Linked DNA regions of Zea mays: all the other regions are linked to region 1. The links are chromatin contacts, called in public Hi-C maps. All regions are on one chromosome and are shown on one strand. The core of a region is the stretch at or near the end of the contact, and the rest is flanking DNA. Distances in the headings are between cores, read along the strand shown.

What was found. Hi-C and Micro-C count contacts between places; a contact is called where the count stands out from the background.
Region 2: a contact with region 1 is called in a Hi-C map of leaf, with 6 times the contacts expected there. The contact joins the promoter of LOC100278107 here to the promoter of LOC100277572 in region 1. A contact is called at or near these places in 2 of 25 Hi-C or Micro-C datasets (leaf and tassel).
Region 3: a Hi-C map of leaf shows a contact between it and region 1, with 5 times the contacts expected there. The contact joins the promoter of LOC100192867 here to the promoter of LOC100277572 in region 1. A contact is called at or near these places in 3 of 25 Hi-C or Micro-C datasets (ear, leaf and tassel).

What each region holds. Positions count from the first base shown.
Region 1 is chr8:131,389,708-131,394,002 of Zm-B73-REFERENCE-NAM-5.0, reverse strand. LOC100277572 reads right to left here and starts at 1,796. Exons shown (of 2, transcript NM_001151094.1): 1 at 1,517-1,796. The coding sequence starts at 1,740.
Region 2 is chr8:131,172,294-131,176,588 of Zm-B73-REFERENCE-NAM-5.0, reverse strand. It overlaps LOC100278107, which reads left to right and starts at 2,327. Exons shown (of 2, transcript NM_001361306.1): 1 at 2,327-3,151. The coding sequence starts at 2,419.
Region 3 is chr8:131,524,287-131,528,581 of Zm-B73-REFERENCE-NAM-5.0, reverse strand. LOC100192867 reads right to left here and starts at 2,460. Exons shown (of 8, transcript NM_001358391.1): 1 at 1,978-2,460; 2 at 1,188-1,889; 3 at 1-583. The coding sequence starts at 2,050.

The DNA.
Region 1 (4,295 bases), core at 547-3,046:
TATATAACTAAACATGCACCGGTAATAAAAAATACCATAGTTATATCATTCTATTTAAAAATCATAGTATTTATGCTACAACAGTTCTAAAACCGTAGTATTTCAATACTATGATATCTGAAAAAGTGAAAATTGTGATGCCACCCTGTTTGGCATCACAGGTTTTAAATACCATAGTATTGAAATACTACAGTTTTCAAACTGTTGTAGCATAAATACTATGGTTTTCAAATAGTGTGATATAACCATGATATTTCTAACTACATGTGCATGTTTGGTTACCTAGTTTTTATACATAAAACAAATCAGCAATAACACGTGTACGTGGGCTGCTGGTCACGGCAGCAAAAGGCTGCTAAGTAATCACAGTATCCAAAACTTCACTCGGCGCAAGAGGGCATGGCTGAGAAAAACTTCAGTCCCAAACCTCAGTATTCAAAACTCAAAAAAAACTTTGGTTTTGATCATACCATAGTATTTAAAATAGAGTTTTATTACAAGCATCAACCAAACACTTTTGAACCACAAATACTATGGTATTTACAAATACCATGGTTTTTTCTTGAAACTCCAAAAATACTGAGCTACCAAACAGCCCCTGATTATCTATCATGCTTGATCCACACTTGCGCTACGCTTTTCTTAGCATGTTTCAGCTAGCATTTTTTTTTTGCATATCGTTGTAGAATCTTTCATTACTTTTTACTGTCTTACAAGTGCGACTACTAACACCAAGAGTGTCTTTGGTTTGAGGAATGAGGTGGTCTATCTTTTTATCACTCTTCACTTTTTCATATGGTTTGAGGAACGAGGTGGTCTATCTCCTTCTCACTTCTCACTTTTTTCATTTGGTTTGTGGAATAGAATAAGTTGATCTATCACCACCCATTTCTCATAAGTAATAATTAGTATATACATGAGGAATGAGTTGATTCCACCAAAATTTATGAGATGATGCATCACCTTACAAAGTATAGGTTGACTCCACAGACCAAACACACCACGAATACTTGTGACTACTCATAAACAACGTCGCAAACATCATTTTGCACCCAGAAATAGAATTGCAAGATGCAGAGTAAAACAACAGCTTCTGGCCTTTCTAAAGACGCAAGTCAATCCACCACCAAAGATGGATGAAAATGAATTAGAAAGCCACCAGAGGTGCTACCGTGCTAGAAATACTGATTGCTCTAGACCTCCAGCGGTACCCATCGAGGCTGAAAGCACGGTGTGGGAACCTAGATACACCATGCTGCAACGGCACTACGCCATCCTGGTTGCAGTAACCAACAACGAGACTGGTACATCAAATTTGTGAGCCCGTCCATTTGCGCCGGTAACTGAAGCCAGCAAACGCATCCCCGGGCGTCAGCGAGATGGCGCGCTGGTTCGGAGGCATATCAACGAACACGCACCGAGCACGAGTAACCCACGGCACAGGGATCAAGCGAGACAAGCGAACCACTACAAGGCCCCAAACGGGCGGGCGGACGAGCAGGGCGTGAGTACTTACTCCTTCTCCTCGCGCGCCATGACGAGCGGGTCGTCGCGCTTGATGTCGTAGGGGTACCACTGCGCCACCTGGTCGCCCACCATCTTCTTCCGCAGGAGCTTCGTCGCCGCGCGCCTCCCCGTAGGGTTCAGCGCGTGGCCGAAGATGGACGCCCGCACCTCCGCGGCTCCCGCCGTCGCCGCCGCCGCCAGCAGCCGCCGCAGTCCGCCCGCCGCCGCGCTCATTTCTCCCCCGGGCTCTTGCTACTCCTCTGCGGTCGTGTGGTATGGCTGGTGATCTGACGGGCCCACGGTCCAGATCGCCCTGTATTTGTCGTGGTTCGGTGGGCTTGTATTGGGCCGGACCGGATGTGGTTAGTGTTTAATTGGCTCGGCCGCAACGGTATTGTCTGACGGACTTCGGACAATGAGTGAATAAATTTACAGTTTCCGTCTGTTAAGACGAATACATGTTGTTTCTCTACTCTACTCCTACAAAAGCACTCATTTTACTAGTTTTACCGTGTTCCTTTTATAAAAGAGTTTTTATACTTCTTTTTAATCTAACCAATGGTCCAACTTATTCCGTATTGAACCTACATCTATGAAGATTCCCCTCCTCTCTCTCGCGCCCGACTCAATCGCGTGTGGATAGTGTTCCTCGATGTCAGGCGAGGCGACAGTGGTTGTGCACCGGTTGGTTCACCCCTGGTACGCATATTGTTTCTAATTGCAGGGTTGTTTGCAAGAAACACATTTAATATCATCTCATCCAATGTCGGTGTGATGTAGTGGCGAGAAGGGAATGTACATCAACTATTACATAGTAGACTTTGATGGTGTCCAGTAGCATATCAGAGTTTTATAGCATAGATTTGCTTCCAAAAGTAGTGACCGGCGTGCCAAGTCTTGGCAACAAATAGTTGATATACGTATACCATTATGGTAGCAATGGCTGGATAGATTTTGGCACCAATCATAATCTCTATCGTTTTTAGGGTAGCTAACTTTTGGTGAGGTTGGTTTTGGTACAAATTAAATAGTTAATCCTAAGGTGGCTATCTACTCAATGTTTGAGCAAAAAAAGTATATACAACTGAAAGTGAAATGTGTCCTTAGACCATTTCTATTTGTTTTAGTGATTAAATGCCCAACAAACCACTTTGAACTAACTCTCTTAATATGATCATGAGCACAGGTGTAGCAAAGGCAAGTTGAAGGTAGCAAGTTCATATGAGCTGGATTGGAGGGCTAAAAGTGCAACTTTGAGCAAACCATCAAAACACACAAGGTTTAAGTGTTTGGATAAGTTGCATACACCTTACACTATGTTTCTAGTACTTTGTTTTAGCTATTAACTCAGTTCTGCAAAGAAAGTGCTTCTTGGACTTAGTTACATGCATATTGCAAATCCTTGTAAAAAGAAGTGAAAAAAGTACAGTTCTACCACTTAGTCAATTGTTTAAGTTGCTAACTATGTTTGTCTAAGTGCTAGGGAACTTCTCAAGAAGCGCCAAAACAAATCGGAAGAGTTTAGCTTTGGTCTGGGCACATCAGATCGTCCAGTGCCACCCACCGGACAACCAGTTGCACATTGGACACTCGGTCTCGGCCTCCTCGGATAAAAATCATCGGATCGTCTGGGCCTGATCACGGGACAGTCCGGTGCCACCTGTCCCATGGCTAATTGGGCCACGTCAGCCGCCGCCAACGGTCATATGGGTCACCGGATAGTCCGATGCCCCCACCGGACATTCAGGTGCTATAACACCCTGAATTTGGGGGTATAAATTTTTTTCTCTAATATCTACCAAATTCAGGTGTTACCTTTTTTTCTCCTCTATATAGATTTCTTTTCTCTTCCTTTTAATAGAGTTTTATCTATTTATTTGAAAATGTATTATTACTTTAGTAGATTAAACCCTAGGGGACATGAAGTGTTGCATCATGCTCAGCCTAGAATTTGGTCTTTCTTTGATGCATATGTTTGAATTATTCAAATTTAAATTTGTAGTTTGGTTGGATTTGAATTCAAAAGGAGAAAACAAAAAGAAAAGGAATTAGAAATTCGGAATAAAAAAGAAAACCTAAAGAAGTCCAAACCCCCTCCCCTCCCCGCTTTTTGGCCCATTCAGCCCAGCCAGCCCGCGCTCACGCGCCCGCCCCCTCTCTCCCACTGTTGGTGGGGTCGGTCTGTCGGCGTCGCTCCCTTCCCGTGCGTGCCCCTGCCCTCTCTCTGCACTGCGGGCCCGCCCCGTCAGCGCCATTACCCGTTCGCCCCGCGCGCTGAGTCGCTGCCCCGCGGGCCCCGCTTATCAGCTCCCCCTTTCCTCTAACCTCCCGCCTGCACGCCCCGCTGTGGACGCGCCCACGTCGCACGTCGCTCGGCCACCTCCCCACGCGCCCGACCCCTTTTGAAGCCACGCCCCCACTCACTCCCCTCCCCTCCCTCACTCGCGCACCCGCAGAGCTCCCACCCTCGCCTCGCGCCGTGCACACGCCATTGGAGACACCGCAGGACGCAGCCGTCCATCGTGGTTTCACGTCCGTTCCGTCGTCACCGTTGAGCCCTCGCCGTGTTAGTGGCCTCAGTGAGTTTCGTCTCAACGTTCACGACCTGAGACACCCTCCAATTCGCCCTCCCCCTCTGTTTCTCTCTGTCCGTGATCACCGGACCTCCCTCCGCGCAACCGCAACGCCACTGTCGTCAACCCGAGCCCCTGTCATGCCCTTATCGCCGTTCAAGGGTCCTGGAGTCTTCCCTCGAGGTAACCAACCTCCCCGCCCTTCTATTTCTCCTT
Region 2 (4,295 bases), core at 1,078-3,577, 220 kb after region 1:
TTGATCCGCTCAAAGTCACAAATTCAACTCTAGCGCATTAGGACTTGTGAGAGGATTCCTTGTGTTCATTGTTGCTCTTGTTTGCTTGGCTTGGCTTTCTTTTCTTTCTCACTTCTTACTCTCAAGCTTTGTAAGCGGGGCAAGAGACACAAATTGTGTGGTGGTCCTTGTGGGGTCTAAGTGACCCGTGAGATTAAGGAAGAAGCCTCACTCGATCTAAGTGACCGTTTGAGAGAGGGAAAGGGTTGAAAGAGACCCGGTCTTTGTGACCATCTCAATGGAGACTAGGTTCTTTAGAACCGAACCTCGGTAAAACAAATCACCGTGTCATCCACTTTATTTTCTTGGTTGATTTGTTTTCCTCTCTCTCCCGGACTTGATATTCGCTCTAACGCTAACCCCGGTTTGTATTGTGTGTTTAAAGTTGTAAATTTTAGTTTTCGCCTATCCACCCCCTCTAGGCGACTTTCAGTAATGACATGTAATAACCCTTGGATGGGGAATATTCCAGTGATAACGTAGGTAACTAGGGGCATAATTGTATTTGCCAACGTGAGACCGCCCCCTGGTTATCTATAAATACCCCCGCACAGTACCCTAATGTGAGTGGCGGAAAAACATTGTTGCTCTAATCCACCATGTTGACAAGCATGAAATCATTCCTGTTCTCCCACTGTTTGGATTAGTTTGACCACATGTCAGCAAGTTCCAACAATCACGATGCCCAAGAGGGGGGTGAATTGGGCTTTTTGAAATTTCTTGCAAAAGATTAAACCCTAATCTTAAGCTCAACTTCATCCAACTACTTAGCTAGACCACGAAAGCTAGGGAAATCTAAACAAAACCTAAGTCATCATGGCAACTACTAGCAATGTAAATACTCAAAGTAAATTGCTCAAAATAATTACGGAATGTAAAGCAAGGGCAAGAAAACTCCTCCAAATTTTTCCCGAGGTATTAGAGAGTTAACACTCTCCACTAGTCCTTGTTAGAGCACCCGCACAAGGGTGTAGCTCCACCTTAGTCCTCGTAAGGACCAAGTGCTCACTATAAGATGATTCCTCATGACCGCATACAATCTTTGAGCCGGGTCACCAACAAAGCCTCTTGGGTGATCATCGAGCTCCAATCACCACCAAACCATCTAGGTGATGTCGATCACCAAGAGTAACAAGCTCTAGGCTTTCAGTTGACCATGACAAGCCTAATGTGAGTGGTGGGTGGTCTAGGTGGCTCTCTCTTGCACTAATGAGACACTAATCATGGGATTATGATTTTCTAATGACCTCACTATGCCATGGAACTTTCAAACTCAAAGCAATGAATGTTATATGGTTGGGGCACCAAGACAATGATTGATGCTGGTGGAGGGGGTATAAATACCCCAACAACTCGAAACTAGCCGTTACTGTACATGTTCTCGGAAAATTTCAAAGGCCCATTCATGAAGAGGTGCTTGGCAACATTTACTCTCACCTTGCTAATTGAGGTGGAGGGAACATAACTCAAATAGTTGAGTGCTCTTCATGGTCTTACACTTGTTAAGTGAGAGGTAGAAAGAAGAGCACACATGTGTTCGCTAGCCAAACCGGGAGAAGGGCATATGGCATACGCTGAAATTGGGGTCCATCCTGCAGTAGTGGCAACTGTTCTAACTAGACTTGATCTGCTCAACATTATTGTTACCCAAATAAAATATTTGTAAGGTATAATTGATGTTAGACCAATTACCTTCAATTTTATATTTGAGCTAGAGTGAGATCACTTACATGAAGCTAGACTTATTAGTTCAATTTCATATTTATTTTAGTCAATCAGTACAATTGATTTTTGGAACAACTATTTATGCCTTCTTGCTGATCTTTACAAAAAAATTGTATATATGAAATGATGCTTATAAAAATGGGAGAAATATTGCACCTTCACTCAACCCCTCTGTCTAAATTTCTCAAATATCAACCTTATTATAATGAAAGCATCCTTTTCTTTATTAACACCCTTCTCCAAATCCTAAACCTAAACCAAGCCTAGATCTACCCACCTTGCATCTAGATTAGATTTTTTGTTTTTGTTTTGATTAGTTCAATTTTATATTTTGTTTCAATTAGCCGATATAATTAGTTTTTTATTAAAAAACTATTCATCCTTGCTCCAATCGTCATATCAATCCTAACAAAAGTTTTTACACATGGTTCTTATGGAAATAGGAGGAAGGCCGTACCTTCGCTTAAACTCTAATTTTTTTTTTCAGATTTCAACCTTGTTATAATGGAAAACCCTATTCCTCTGATAATAATAAAAATTACCAGGAATGCCCTCCTTCCTCCGATCCCGGGGTCACACCGTCCGAAGCCCAAACCAAGCCCAGACCGATCGACCCTGTCCAAAGCTTATCTAGGTTTTCGGTTCCTCCACAGGATGGCCGATCCCGCCGCCGGAGGCGCCATGGTCCCCGCTGCCGGAGGCGGCAGCGTGTGGGCGAACGGCGCCCCCCGCTTCGGCGACATGGTCTGGGCCAAGGTGAAGTCGCACCCGTGGTGGCCGGGCCACATCTACAGCGTCAGCCTCACCGACGACGAGGAGGTGCACCGCGGCTACCGCTACGGGCTGGTCCTGGTCGCCTTCTTCGGCGACAAAAGCTACGGGTGGTTCGAGCCCAGCGAGCTCGTCCCCTTCGAGGAGCACTTCACCGAGAAGGCGGCCCAGGGCGGCAGCACCCGCAGTAGTTTCGCCGGCGCCGTGGCGGAGGCCGTCGACGAGGTAGCCCGTCGCAGCGCGCTAGCGCTGCTCTGCCCGTGCAAGAGCCCCGACGCCTTCCGCCCCCACCCCAGCGACGGCAACTTCCTCCTGGTCGATGTCCCGGCATTCGACACTGACGCTGACTACCACCCCGACCAGATCCAGGCCGCACGGCAGCGGTTCGTGCCGCGGAAGGCGCTCGACTACCTGCTGGACGCCGCCGTGACTCAGCGGGACGCGGCGGAAAAAGCGGCGCGCACCGTGCCTGGGATGGAGATGGCCGCGCTGTTCTCGGCGTACCGTCGCGCAGTGTTCTCGCCGATAGACAACACCTACGCCCAAGCGTTCGGGGTGGATCCCGAGCTGGCGCTTGCTGCCGAGCAGAAAGCCGCGGCAGAGCGAGCTCAACGAGGTATCAACACTCACACGCCCAATCCTAGCTGTATTATTGACTGCGCCGTTGTTCTTGTTGCTCTGTACTTGAAATTGATGGCTAAACAACGTTATTACTGCACTGCTTCTATAGATCAAGCAACGAATTATTTTGATGTGAATAGCGGAGTGGATCTGATTCAAATAGTTTCTATTCTGCTTTTTCTGTTGAACTGCTGGTTGCATCTTTTTCATCAGGGAGAGCGATTATTGAATTTGGGATGGTAGTCATGCAGAAAGCTGTTGAATAAATGATAACTTGTGTTGTTTCACGGGATTGAACCCAACTTAGTAAGATGAGATATGCTTATCCACAGATCGATCTGCATTTGTTCTAGAAATTGAACATCTGTCTGATAGTATCATATATGTGTGTATACGATACTATCCTAGTATGCATGCGAGTTAGGTCTTTTCTTGTTATAGCTTTGTCCTCGGATAAAAAAAAACCCATCCACGATCTTGCGGGCATGAAGCGTCTGAAGCTGTGACTTGTTTGCATCATGAAGTTTTAAAGCTATGACTAGTTAGCATCATGGTGTTATTAGAGTCTTGAGGTGTTTTACAAACATGCATAGGAAGCTTTTCCTGTAGTATATTTAGTTCTTTTGCACTACGACCACAATTATCAGTTTTCTGTTCATTCCATCCATATAAAAGCTGCATGTTCCTATTAAATTACGGGTTCACATATAAAAGCTGCATGTTTTATCGAACTTTTCATTCTGCTTTGTCAAGGAGGATGCACCTAATTAGTCCTTATGCATATAGTCAGTACAGAGCAACAAAATTCATGTTTATAGACGAACCACTATAACCTGTGTCTGTGCGAAATTGATTCTGAGTGAACATCCATGCGACTGATTAAATATGTTGGTCCCTCGTTGAGATGTGAGGACTGATAGCTTTGGGGGTATTCCTTGACATAATAATAATAATAAACTTTTGTTCTGGATGCATTGTTTGCCTGTTCATTATGGGCAGGAGGCACTGCGATAAGCTGGTTGGGTCCGCATGTACACGGTGAAGGGGAAGGCACTGCGCTCCACATTGATCCATTGTGGTGCTCCTTAGCTATTGGTATTTATATAAGCATGTATACGATATGTCAGAATAGATATGTT
Region 3 (4,295 bases), core at 1,211-3,710, 130 kb before region 1:
CCTCCCTCATCCTCAAGGCTATCCACAAATTTAAATATTTCTGCTTTCCCATTGGAACTTCTACCAAGGTCGACCTTCTCAGCCAACATTAAAGTTCCCCTCTTACTTGAAACACATGGCTTTGCTATTTCCAATTTATTTGGGGTCGTTTCTTGAGATGATAATCCACCATTGATTGAAATCAATCTGTCCACAACATCAAAAGCATTTGCTTGTGACAGATCACCAGGCTCTTGTGATCCCACATAGCTTAATCCAGCAATACATCTGCTGTTGTTTTCACCATCCTCCACTGTTGTGTCGGCAAAAAGTTTTTTAGCTGTTGAGCACTTGTCTCTGCTTTTTGCTCCGTCTTGATCATGGTTCTGTACATAACCATGGGAGTCGTTATCAACCCAACCAACGGAGGTGCTACACGAAGTAGATTCATCTACAATTTTCGGCAGGGGATGTATTGTGTTGACCCAGGCCTTCTGTTTCCATTGCTTCATACAGTTCACAGACAGAGAGTTCCGAGGTTCAGAAATTCCACATGTCCTTACTGATGCAACATGAACAGAAGGTAATTTCATCTGAAGGTGACCTAGATGTTGCACATATGTTGGCATTCGAAAAAAAAAATTAAGCTTCACTAAAAAACTAGATTAAATTAAATCTAATGAACTAAGCAATTTTTAGAAATAAGGGTAGTCTATATAAAAGAAAAATCAAGTGCAATTCTTCATTATGTTCAAACCAGAGATACAGAACACTTTTACTATTTGACAATGTCATTCCCCTTTACTTGTCTTTGTCTTCGACTAAGAATCAAAGCATTGATAACTAAAATTTTCCCCAAGATGAATATGTTAAGCTAAATCACCTCTTTACCAGGGAAAACAAAAATGTAATAAATTCTCAGCAAAAGCACCGGTACCTTTAAAAAAAGAAAGAGACTACACATGGTGATTTTCTGAGAAAATGTATTTCTGTTATCGGACAAAACTATAAAAGACAAGTTCTGAATTTAAAATAAGAAACAGAACAAGTGGTGTATGACCTATTTGTTGCCTCTCTCGAGTGAAAACTGATAAAACTACAGGGAATTCTGAAAGCAATTTATATTGTAAATTTTATAGAACGGTCCTAATGAATTGCTACATGACAAAAAGATAGCAATAGTAGCAGATTAGTAGCTGGTAACTGACCTGAACTTGTGTCACCCTCCTCATCTGTTGATGCATCAGAATCTACCGAATTATTGTTATCATCATGCTTCTTAATCCCACCATTTAACCCCTCGATGCTTCCTTCCATTCCCAACTTTGCATCCCTTTTATCCGTTCCTGACTTTGTGCCCCTCTCATCTTCTGACAAGCTCTCATTGTCACTTAGGACAACAGTGCCATCACTCAACTCATCGTCACCTATGTCTTCATCAGAGTCTTCAACCAACTGGGTCTTCCCCCACTCACCAAGATCATGCTCACCATCATCAGTTAATCCATCCTTGTCATCATCCTCCTCCTCAGATTCCTCAACCAACTGGGCCTCAACCATGTCTCCAACAAAGTTGTTCGCTCCATACACCTCGCATACTTCATCCAACTGGGTCTTAGTCCAATTGCCAGCATTATCATCCCCACCACCACCATCATTGCCCCGTTCCCCATCTTCCACCTGTTGTTGTGTCTTCACTTGGTCACTGTCATCGCCGCCATCCTCATTGCCACTGCCACCATCCTCGTCGCCACTCTCCAACTGTGTCTCCGTCCAATCGCCAGCCACACCCTCCTCCTCCACCTGGTCTACAAACTGGGTCTCAGCACCATCCAGAGGCTGTGTTTCGTCGTACAGCGCCCAATCATACGCCTCACTCTGTGTTCCGTCGTCATCACTCGAAGGAGAACCTGATGACCGCAATACACATCCACAAAAAAATAACACATTTACACCAATCGCTCACAGAACCAGAGCCAATAAACAATGCGCACTCACCTAACCGAGGTGTGGCGCCGTCCAGGAGTTGGGTATCCCCGCCACCGCCGTCATTGCCAGCCTCGCCGCGCATCGCAACACAGGTAGGGCCGGGCTTAGTGTGGCGGATGGGGATTCAACTGAACCCCCAGAAATCCTCGGAGGAAGACGAAAATGACTCAATCGAACCACAGATGTCTTCGCCCAACTGGATTGGGCGCAGCGCACCAATCCAAACGAATTGAGCGGAGAGAGAAAAGGGAAATCTCGGAACGAAACCGACTCTCCCCCGAGACAGTAGAGGGCGGGGAGGTGGAGTAGGAGGAGGGAGACGCCTCTCACCGAGAGGGGCGCACGGCCGGGAAAATCTCTGATCCGTTGTGCGCGAGAACGGCGGCGGCGATGCTGCGCGCGCGGAAGTCGTGGCGGCGGAAAAGAGGAAGCCAGGGGAGCGGGGAGCGCGCGCGGGGACAGGAAATGGGGCAGGAAAGCGCGCCTCGTCCTGTTGGAATTGGAACGGCTCGATTCAGGTTTAAAATAAAAGTTTGATGGGTGGTTTTCAGTTTATTTAGGGTTCGTTTGGATTCCATGGGCTAAATTTTAATCTCGGATGTTTAAATAATAATTAGAAATGGTAAATATAGTATAATTATAAAACTAACTATATAAACAAGTGCTAAACTGTAAGATGAGTCGGTTAAACCTAATTAATATATGATTTACTCATGTGATGATATAGTAAACATTTGCTAATCGTGTATTAATTAGACTTAATAAAATTTTCTCGTTGATTAATCTTTATCTATATAATTAGTTTTGTAATTCGACTATATTTAATACTTACCATCAAATAGTCTGTGCTAACGTTACGATCCGAAGAGGTGAGGGTCGATGACGGCGACGACGCGAGGGAAGAGGTTAACGACGACGATGCGAGTGCTGGGGAGGGAGGACGTGGGGCAAGGTGGCAGGGGTGGCGCGGTCGCGAGGGAAGGGGAGGAAGATAGATAAGGGATGATCCAAATAATATTGTCCATTGGATTTGAGTAAGTGAGAGAGGTTATCTAACGCTTTAAACCATTGTTTTTATGGTATGTTAAGTATGAGTGCAATTTATTTGGTGGTTTTAGTGGAGGTTATAGGTGTGGGATGATTTTTGTTGGGGGCCTTCGTCCTCCGAAGGTCCTCAGAAACGTAATTTAACAATGTCTTCCAAGCATGGCTTATGGACAGGTACCTTCGGACTTAGGATAAAAGCATACACGATGGGAAGAGCATGATCGTGATGAAGATTGTCGTTGCTCCGAAGCTGCGTGCAAAGGTGCTTCGGCTCAATCGCAGAAAAAGGAACCGACTTAAAGGGGAAAAGGTTATCTAGTCCTCATAGATTTATCTATAAGTCAATAATAAATGTAAAGGGCATGAATATAATTTCTCATAGACTGCGTCTTGTGCTTATAAATAGATGAACAGTACCCCCGTACTGTTCACGCTGCCTTATACTTGCTTTTGTGTCACGCTTGTACTTTTTGCCTTTTATCAAGTTGAAGGTACTTTTGTAGTTCAATATTGTCCCTGTCTTTCCATGATTATATAATAAGAATGAATTAATGATGTTATATGATTGTTTATGTTGTCTCTTATATGTCATATGCTTCTTCTTTTATTTAACATATACTGTGATGATGAAGGTACGTCCTTCATGACCTTCGTTTGAAGATCATTATATCCTAAGAGAAATAATGCTTCGAAGGACGAAGGGCATTAACATTTAATATTTTTGTGTTGCCTTGTTCTCAAGTCGAAGCATTTGAGAGCAAGTCCCCAACATTGGCGCCCACCTCCGGTGAACCCTTTTTTCGACCACCTTCGGCAAGCACTGACCTTCGTCATGCCGCCGAAGAAAGCTTCAGCGCCAGGGACTGCTGCACTGCAGCCACTGGACCCGAACCAGGAGACCCTCTCTCTCCGAGAGGCCCGAAGCCAGAAAAGGAAGGCCACCAATCCAACACTTCAGGAGGAGGAGTTGGACCAAGAAATCAGGGACATAGAAATAATCCATCAGCAAGTACAAAGGAAGAAGGAGAAGATGGCGCGACTCGCTGATCTTCAAAGGCAGATCGACGAAGCCACTGAAGAAGTACGTCATCTTGCTCAGGACGAACAAGATCGGAGGCCCCAACACAGGGAGCTTCGTTAAGAAGGCTTATTCAACGAAGATGGATGGTATGATGATTTTAATCATGATACCTTTACCTTTGATGATGCTTCTCCCTTGGCAGCAGAACTGCAGGCTATTCCATGGCCCACATCATACAAGTCACCTCAGCTCCCCATGT